2 separate regions of the Sus scrofa genome follow, and region 2 is linked to region 1. Evidence: chromatin contacts called from public HiChIP or PLAC-seq data. All regions are on one chromosome and are shown on one strand. Each heading gives the region's core, a stretch centred on a gene start, on an enhancer-like site or on the middle of the called end of the contact. The rest is flanking DNA. Distances are from core to core; before and after follow the strand shown. Region 1 overlaps IFNAR2 (interferon alpha and beta receptor subunit 2). Region 2 overlaps IL10RB (interleukin 10 receptor subunit beta).

Region 1 (3,507 bases), core at 332-2,831:
CGAAACAAAGTATGACTCTTCTCTCAATGTACACAGCAGTTAACATTCAATTATATTAAAACCATATACTGTCTAAGTCTGCTCAGGCTGCTCTAACAAAACACCATTGATCAAGTGGCTTAAATATTAATTGTTTATTTCTCATGGCTCTAGAGGCTACAAGTCCAAGATCCAGGCGCTGATCACTTTGGCTCCTGGGGAGCACTTCGGGAGCACTAAACCCATCCAGAGGGCTCAAGGCGTTTGTCTTGGAGTTTCTCACAGCTTTCTCTCTGCAGACACTGACCAAATTCCCCAAATAAGAAGTGTCCCCCAAAGATACTCCTGTTTCCCCATGACGCACCAAGACCTAGGATTGAGTCCAGGCACCTTGATCTGCCCTTGGCAGCCTCAGACGAACTACCTGCCTTCTTGGGCTACTCCCCTAGAAAAGCATGGTCTTTTGGGAATCCATCAGCTTCCCACGCACAGAGTTCTCCCTACAGATGGCCATGGGCCATTGGGAGACTTGGGGTCCATGAGAAGACAATGCAGTTGAGGGTTTTTTTTTAATTGATCTGTATTTATGTCCTAACTCACTGGATGATATATATTCATGAGTATGCACAATTAATTCATTGCCACAATACAAAGTCTCAAAAGACTTTAGGAGTCACATGGTCTATTAGCATGTTCTAGAAGAGAAAGCTGTCTCAGATCCTCTCATTTTTGTTTTGTTTCTGTTTTCTTTCCTTTCAAGCCCTGGTGGCACCCATTTCTCAAGCATGCTTGGGGTAGGATCTTAGCTCTCTTCAACTGCAGTGGCCGCAGATCCCTGGTGCCTAACACCCAAGAAGTCGTAGGGGTACGAGTATGGGTAGAAACAAGCCCTCAAGGGTGATGTTGGCTTAAAAACAGGGTGAAAAAGGAAGGAAATGAGTAATTCTGAGAATCAGAGGTGAGAAAAGAGAGTCATGTGCATGTGGCTTAGTTCCTGGGCTGAGGCTCAGGTGATGGAGATGGGCTTCTGTTTGCCTATCCCAAGGGGCCATAGATGCCAAGGCTGCAATGCCCTGAACTATTAATAGTGACAGCTTGCAGCTGAGTGCAAAGAAGCAGCCCGTTGCTTGCTCCATTTCCTCCACCTGCCTGGGCAAAGACGGCAGCTGTGCAAAGAGAGAGGCTAAATATTGTCAAACGATGGATTGGGATTTCTTGGTCCAGGGAGGAACTGACTCCCATATTCTCACACACTGCGAGTCAGAGGGAGAGCTCAGGGGCTATGCCAGGCACAGCCTTGAGAATCTCAGCCTGGTGCCACCAAGAGGAAGTTAGAGCTAAGTACTTGACCTCGGCAATAAACTTGACCCATGAGAGGTCATCTCATGCCAGAGTTGAGACCAGATCCAGTTCCTTGATTCCTAATTTGGCATTTTTCCACTAACCATTCCTGCCTTCCTGACCGCAGGAGAGTAGAGAGATGTAGGGCTGTGGATTTTAAGAAAAGAAGAATCGAACCCACACCAGTACTCTCTGCAGTCTTGAGAAATCTCTACACTGGGTCACCTCTCATCATGACACACAAGAGTATTCCACATTTAGAAACTCTTTCTCTATGAACCTCTTTCACGATCCTGCCCACACACATCATTTTCAGCAGATGACTTTGTCACATACTTCCTGCAAAAAGCAGAAGTTGTCAGAGAGTCTCTTTCCTTGCCTTCAAATCCACCCCCTCTTTCTGCCTTCCTTTCCCCTGCTACAAAGGACAAATTTCCTTTCTACCTAAGACCAGCCCCTACAGTGTGGCTGAATCCCCCTGCCCCATCTCAACACTTTCATTCACGCCTTTATCTCCTCTCTTCCCCACTTATCAATTTCTCTCTTGCTATAGAACAATCTCAGTAGACTATGACCTACCTGACAATCACCCATCTTAGAAATACCCACCCCTTCAACCAACAAGATACATGCCACCACCTAGAATGGCTAAAATTCAAAATGCTGATAGCACCAAATGCTGGTAAGGATGGAGAGAAGGGAGGACCCTCCCTCATTGCTGACGGGAATGAAAAATGGTGTGGCCACTTGGGAAGGCTATTGGGTGATTTCTTACAAAACTAAACATGACACTTAAAATATGATCCAACAATCACACTCTTTGATATCTACCCATGAGTTGAAAACACATTCACCAAAAAAAAAAAAAAAAAAAAAAAAACCCTGCATGAGGATGTTTGTAGCAGCTTTATTCATAATTGCCAAACCTTGGAAGCAACCAAGACATTTTTCAATGGGTGAATGGATAAACAATTTGCGGTATACCCATACAATGGAATATTCCTCAGCATGAAGAAGAAAGGCACTATCAAGCCACAAAAGACATGGAGAAAGCTTAAATGCATATTGCGAAGTGAAAGAAGCCAATCTGAAAAGGCTATGTACTGTATGGGTCCAACTATATGTCACGCCAAAAAAAGAAAAACTGTGGAGATGATAAGATAAATTAATTAATTCATTCATTAAAAAAATAAAAATAAAAAATCAGTGGTTGCCAGGAAGGGAAGAGAAAAATAAGGAGCAAACAGATGGAGCACAGGGCATTTTTAGAAATTACTCTGCATGATGCTATAAAGGTGAATACATAACATTGGTCAAAACTCATAGAATGTAACCCACACAAGCGAACCCTAGTGTAAACTGGGACTTTGGTTAATAATAATGTAACAACACTGGCTCACCAATGGTAACAAATGTACCACATGATTACAAGAAGTTACTAGAGGAGTTCCCATCGTGGCTCAGTGGTTAATGAGTCTGACTAAGAACCATGAGGTTGCGGATTCGATCCCTGGCCTTGCTCAGTGGGTTAAGGATCCGGTGTTGCCCTGAGCTGTGGTGTAGGTTGCAGACGCAGTTCGGATGCTGCGTTGCTGTGGCTCTGGCGTAGTCTTGGCAGCTACAGCTCCAATTAGACCTCTACCCTGGGAACCTCCATATGCCACAGGTTCGGCCCTAGCAGAGGCAAAAAGACAGGAAAAAAAAAAAAAAAAAGATGTTACTAGAAAACTGAAGGGAGGCATAAAATGAGAACTCTCTGTACTTTCCAATGTAATTTTTCTATAAATCTAAAACTGCCCTTAAAAATTGCCTATTAATTAAAAAATTAAAGATTGTCACTGACCCATGAATAACTGTGGCCCATCCTCCTCCCACCCCTTTCTCTGCCCACTTTCACAATAAAAACTTCAAAGTTGTTTTCCTCTCCCCCTATTTTTGTCCCTAACCCCCTCTCCCTGTATTGGTTTCCTCTCGCTGCTATAAGAAATTAGTACAATTTTAGCAGCTTAAAACAAATTTATGGAGTTTCCATTGTGGCTGAGACGATTAAGAACCTCTGAGTATCCACGAAGATGTGGGTTCAATTCCTGGCCTTGCTCAGTGGGTTAAGGATCCAGCATTGCCTCAAGCTGTGGTAAAGTTCGAAGATGCCGTTCAGATGCCATATTACTGTGGTCATGGCGTAAA
Region 2 (3,507 bases), core at 667-3,166, 92 kb after region 1:
CTCACAGGGTGCTGTCACCAAGCTGGCATCCCCCCTGCCCCTTCAACAGGCCGTCATTGTCCTTCCAGGCTGGCAGCTCTGGGTGGGTGGCACAGCACTCAATACCATCAGGGGTCCCTGGACATGTGCCACACCTGGCCTCCTCCTCCGCCGCCATGGGTCCTGTGGTCTGACGTGATGCCACATGGGGTCTCTGTTAGTCACCTCGGGCCACCATTGCAAAGTACCTCGCCCTGGGTGGCTTAAACAACAGGCAGGTATTGTCTCAAGGCCCTGGAGCCTGGAGGTCCAAGATGCAGGGTCGGCCGGGCCGGTTCCTTCCAAGGGCTGCGCTGGAGAAGCTGTACCAGCGCCCCAGCCTTCTGGTGGCTGCTGGCAACCTTTGGCTCCGAAGTTTGCAAAAGCATCACCTCATCTCTGCCTTCCTCCTCACGTGGCGTTCTCCCGTCCGGGTCCAGATTTCCTCTTCTTGAAAGACGCCAGTCGCGTCAGACTGCCCCGCCCATGAGCCCCTTTAACACCCTCAGCTCCGAAGGCCCTTATCTCCAGTCCCACGTCCTGACTCGGGAGGCAGTGCGCGCCGACCACAGTGGACCTGTTTCAGGAGCGACTGGCTGTTCCTTGGCTGCAGGGCCACAGCTGCCACCGCTGAGGCCTGGCAGAGCATTTGCCCCGCGGGCAGAGGGCCCCGCTCTGGGGCTCAGAGTTCACACGTGGTCCAGAGACGCCCCCACTTGGAGCTGCTCCCATCGTCCCTCCACATGCCTCTTCCTGGACTTCCTCGCCCGGACCTTCCAGTCTTCCTTCCTCTGGCCCCTGAGCACCAGCCTCAGCCTTAGCCCTGCCCGGGCTTCCACAGGGACCTGACCTTGGGCCGCTCTTGTTGATTAGACGCCCAGCCTGAAGCCCTGCCTGTTGGAGGCGTTCTCCCCGCTGGTGTTCAGGGCCCCCTTTTGGGGTTCCAGGGAGCTGGGGTTGCGCCCCTGTGCCTCACTGACCTCCCCGTAAACCACATTAGCTGGTGAGGACACCCGTCTGACCCCCGAGGTGCTTGTGGTCTGAGCAGAGGCAGACAAGCAAGGGGACCAGGCCACCTACGCATGCGTCCTCAGACCCCAGCTGAGGACCTGGCGGGTTTGACGGCCTCTGGTCCCTTTTAGGTGGCATGGTCACCTGGTGTCCTCTGGCCTGAGGCTCTGTCTCTCCCAGATCCCCATAGCTGATACCCAGGAGCTGTTCCCAAATAGGGCATTATTCTCCACTGCCAAGGACCGGCCCGGCCCCAGCGCTATGGTGACTCTGAGTGATTCTTCTCTTGGGATTTGCCACAAACTCCATCTTTTCCCGCCACACACCCTCCAAGAAGCTGCTGGGCTTCACGGCAACTGCACACGCATTGGGTTCGGTTAATGGGGCACTGGGAGATGATGCTGGGCTTTTGAACCCCAGCATCAACTGGCATAAGAGGCGGCCAGGGCAGCTTGCCCCAAATCCCATTCCCTCTGCTGGGCTCCTTCCCGCTCCAGGCCCCCTTGGAGCCTGCAGCCTTCATTGTCAGTCGACAAATGCACTGAAGCCGTATTCCTGATATGGAACGTGATGCCCCAGAACCCAAGGAGGCCCACTTCGTACAGTGCTTCCCTTTAGCAGTGGGCAGGGGAAAAATACAATAATTTGTCCCCTTCTAGGAGGCCCCAGCCTACCTTATTCCATGCGACCCCTAGAACTGATGTGTCAGGTCCCTAAACCCCCACAGGGCGAGCTTCCTGTCCTCTGAAGTACACGTCCTGCTGTGGCCTGGCCGCTTCTTGCTTTTCTGGTCCTATTAAGGTATTGTTGCTAGAGCTGATGTCAGCTCGTCCCCACACCAGCCAGTCAGTTGCGACAGGCTGCCTCTGGGCAGGACCCGAGCCAGCTCCCTCCGGTGGAGGCCGCGTCCTTGAGAGAGACTCGACTGGGAGCCGATTCAGCGCCAGTGAACAAGTGTAGGCACCACAGCTTCCAACGCAGATAGAAAGTGGGCCGCGTAACCACTGGCAGGAGTTTCAGAGCAGCCAGGACCTTCTAACGAGAGTGCCAGGGAGGCTGCAGCACCAGAATGAGGCAAGAATCTTCTGGAGGTGAGCTTCCAAGAAGCTACATCAGCAGGAAGAACAGAGCAGGGCGGGCCCTTTGCTCTGGGTAGAAGGTGTTTTGTAAATGGAACACCAAGAGGAAGCAAAGCTGTTCACCTGCTTTTTTGCTTCCGGCTTCGCCATCAAAGGGACTCATCAGACAGGAAAGGACACACGGGCCACGACGTGCAATGTCATGGGCAAATCAAGCCAGAGACGAGAGCACAGTTAAGGAGCCCGTTGGAAGCAGCTCCTACCTCCAAGGCTAGAAGCCTTTGCAGACTTGGCTGGAGACCAGGCCCTGTAACATCTGAGAAATACTTGGCGGGAGTGGGCTGCTGGAGAAGGGCCAGTGGAATGAGGGTGAAGGAAGCGCCAGGAGCCTCTGAGCAGGTTGGGATCCCTGGATCTTAGAAGTCTCACATAATGTAGCGAATCCACTAACCATGGCCCTGAGGATAAAGTTGATTCTCGAGAGATGTGCTGGGGATGAAGACCTCCCGCTGAAAACGCCATTGGGAGGTTGATGTACTGATGTACCAAGCTGGTCACCAGTGTGTGTGTGTGCAGCTGGGAGACCAGCCTGCTGTGTGCTTTTCTTGACATTCAGCACATCTTCCTTTGTTCTCTCCTCTCCTGTCTCCCAGGAGAAGCCGGGTAGCTTCTAGCCTATTCCTGTGACTCCCCTGGATCTAAGGACTTGGGGGAGTTCCTCCTTTGCACAACAGCTGAGATCTGGACGCAATTCCTCTGGCCCTTCCGCCTCCCTTCTGGCAGCTGGCCCAGAACCCAGGGGTTGGGGCGGGGAGGATCCTGTCCGTCCACACCAGTTGGCAGAACAGCCACCCAGGGCTCAGGTTAAGCCGTCTCAAAGGGCTGAGTGTGGAGATTATATTAAGAGGGGGCAGACTGATCGCTTAAAGGTGAAACCAGGAGTTACCTGGGAGGGGAGAGAGGTTAAAAGGCATCGCTTTAAGGAATGTTTCTCGCCCTCATTCTGAAGAGTATGGGCATCAGTGAACCTCCGAGGATGGAAAGTGGAGAACATGAAATCGGCAGATGTTTCAGGAACCCTATGCGGGCATCTTCATTGTCGGAGTGACCTGGACACTCAGACTCTGGTTCCTGTCCATAACTAGCCAGTCTGCTGGGAGCTCACATCGAAAGGAGTTAGTGTCCTGAAAACATGCTAGAGGGAAACACAGCACATAGATTTAAAATGTGCTAGTAGCTGCGTTTTAAAGTAAAAAGGAACAGATGAAATTAAGGTTGATAATACATTTTATGCAACCCAGTATATCCAAAGTATCATTTCAACATGGAAGGGGTATTTTTTTCCGTCGTTGCAATATTTACATTCTTTTGGCAATACAACGTCTTCACAAGCCAGTAT

The links. HiChIP or PLAC-seq counts read pairs in DNA pulled down with a chosen protein or histone mark.
Region 2: a contact with region 1 is called in an H3K27ac HiChIP or PLAC-seq map of alveolar macrophages. The contact joins two enhancer-like sites. A contact is called at or near these places in 2 of 47 Hi-C or Micro-C datasets (alveolar macrophages and liver) and 2 of 2 datasets of contacts at active chromatin or transcription factors (alveolar macrophages and skeletal muscle).

What each region holds. Positions count from the first base shown.
Region 1 is chr13:196,787,385-196,790,891 of Sscrofa11.1, forward strand. The region is part of intron 1 of IFNAR2 (interferon alpha and beta receptor subunit 2); the gene reads left to right. The region is part of intron 4 of LOC110256370 (40S ribosomal protein S2-like); the gene reads right to left. Among named protein-coding and RNA genes, the nearest start is that of IFNAR2, 23 kb to the left of the region's middle. Within about 2 kb of position 1,582, at least 14 of the 83 cell types and tissues checked have an H3K27ac peak or open chromatin away from gene starts, as enhancers often do. A contact at or near this core is called in alveolar macrophages, where this site is marked.
Region 2 is chr13:196,878,590-196,882,096 of Sscrofa11.1, forward strand. The region is part of intron 6 of IL10RB (interleukin 10 receptor subunit beta); the gene reads left to right. Among named protein-coding and RNA genes, the nearest start is that of IL10RB, 27 kb to the left of the region's middle. Within about 2 kb of position 1,917, at least 27 of the 83 cell types and tissues checked have an H3K27ac peak or open chromatin away from gene starts, as enhancers often do. A contact at or near this core is called in alveolar macrophages, where this site is marked.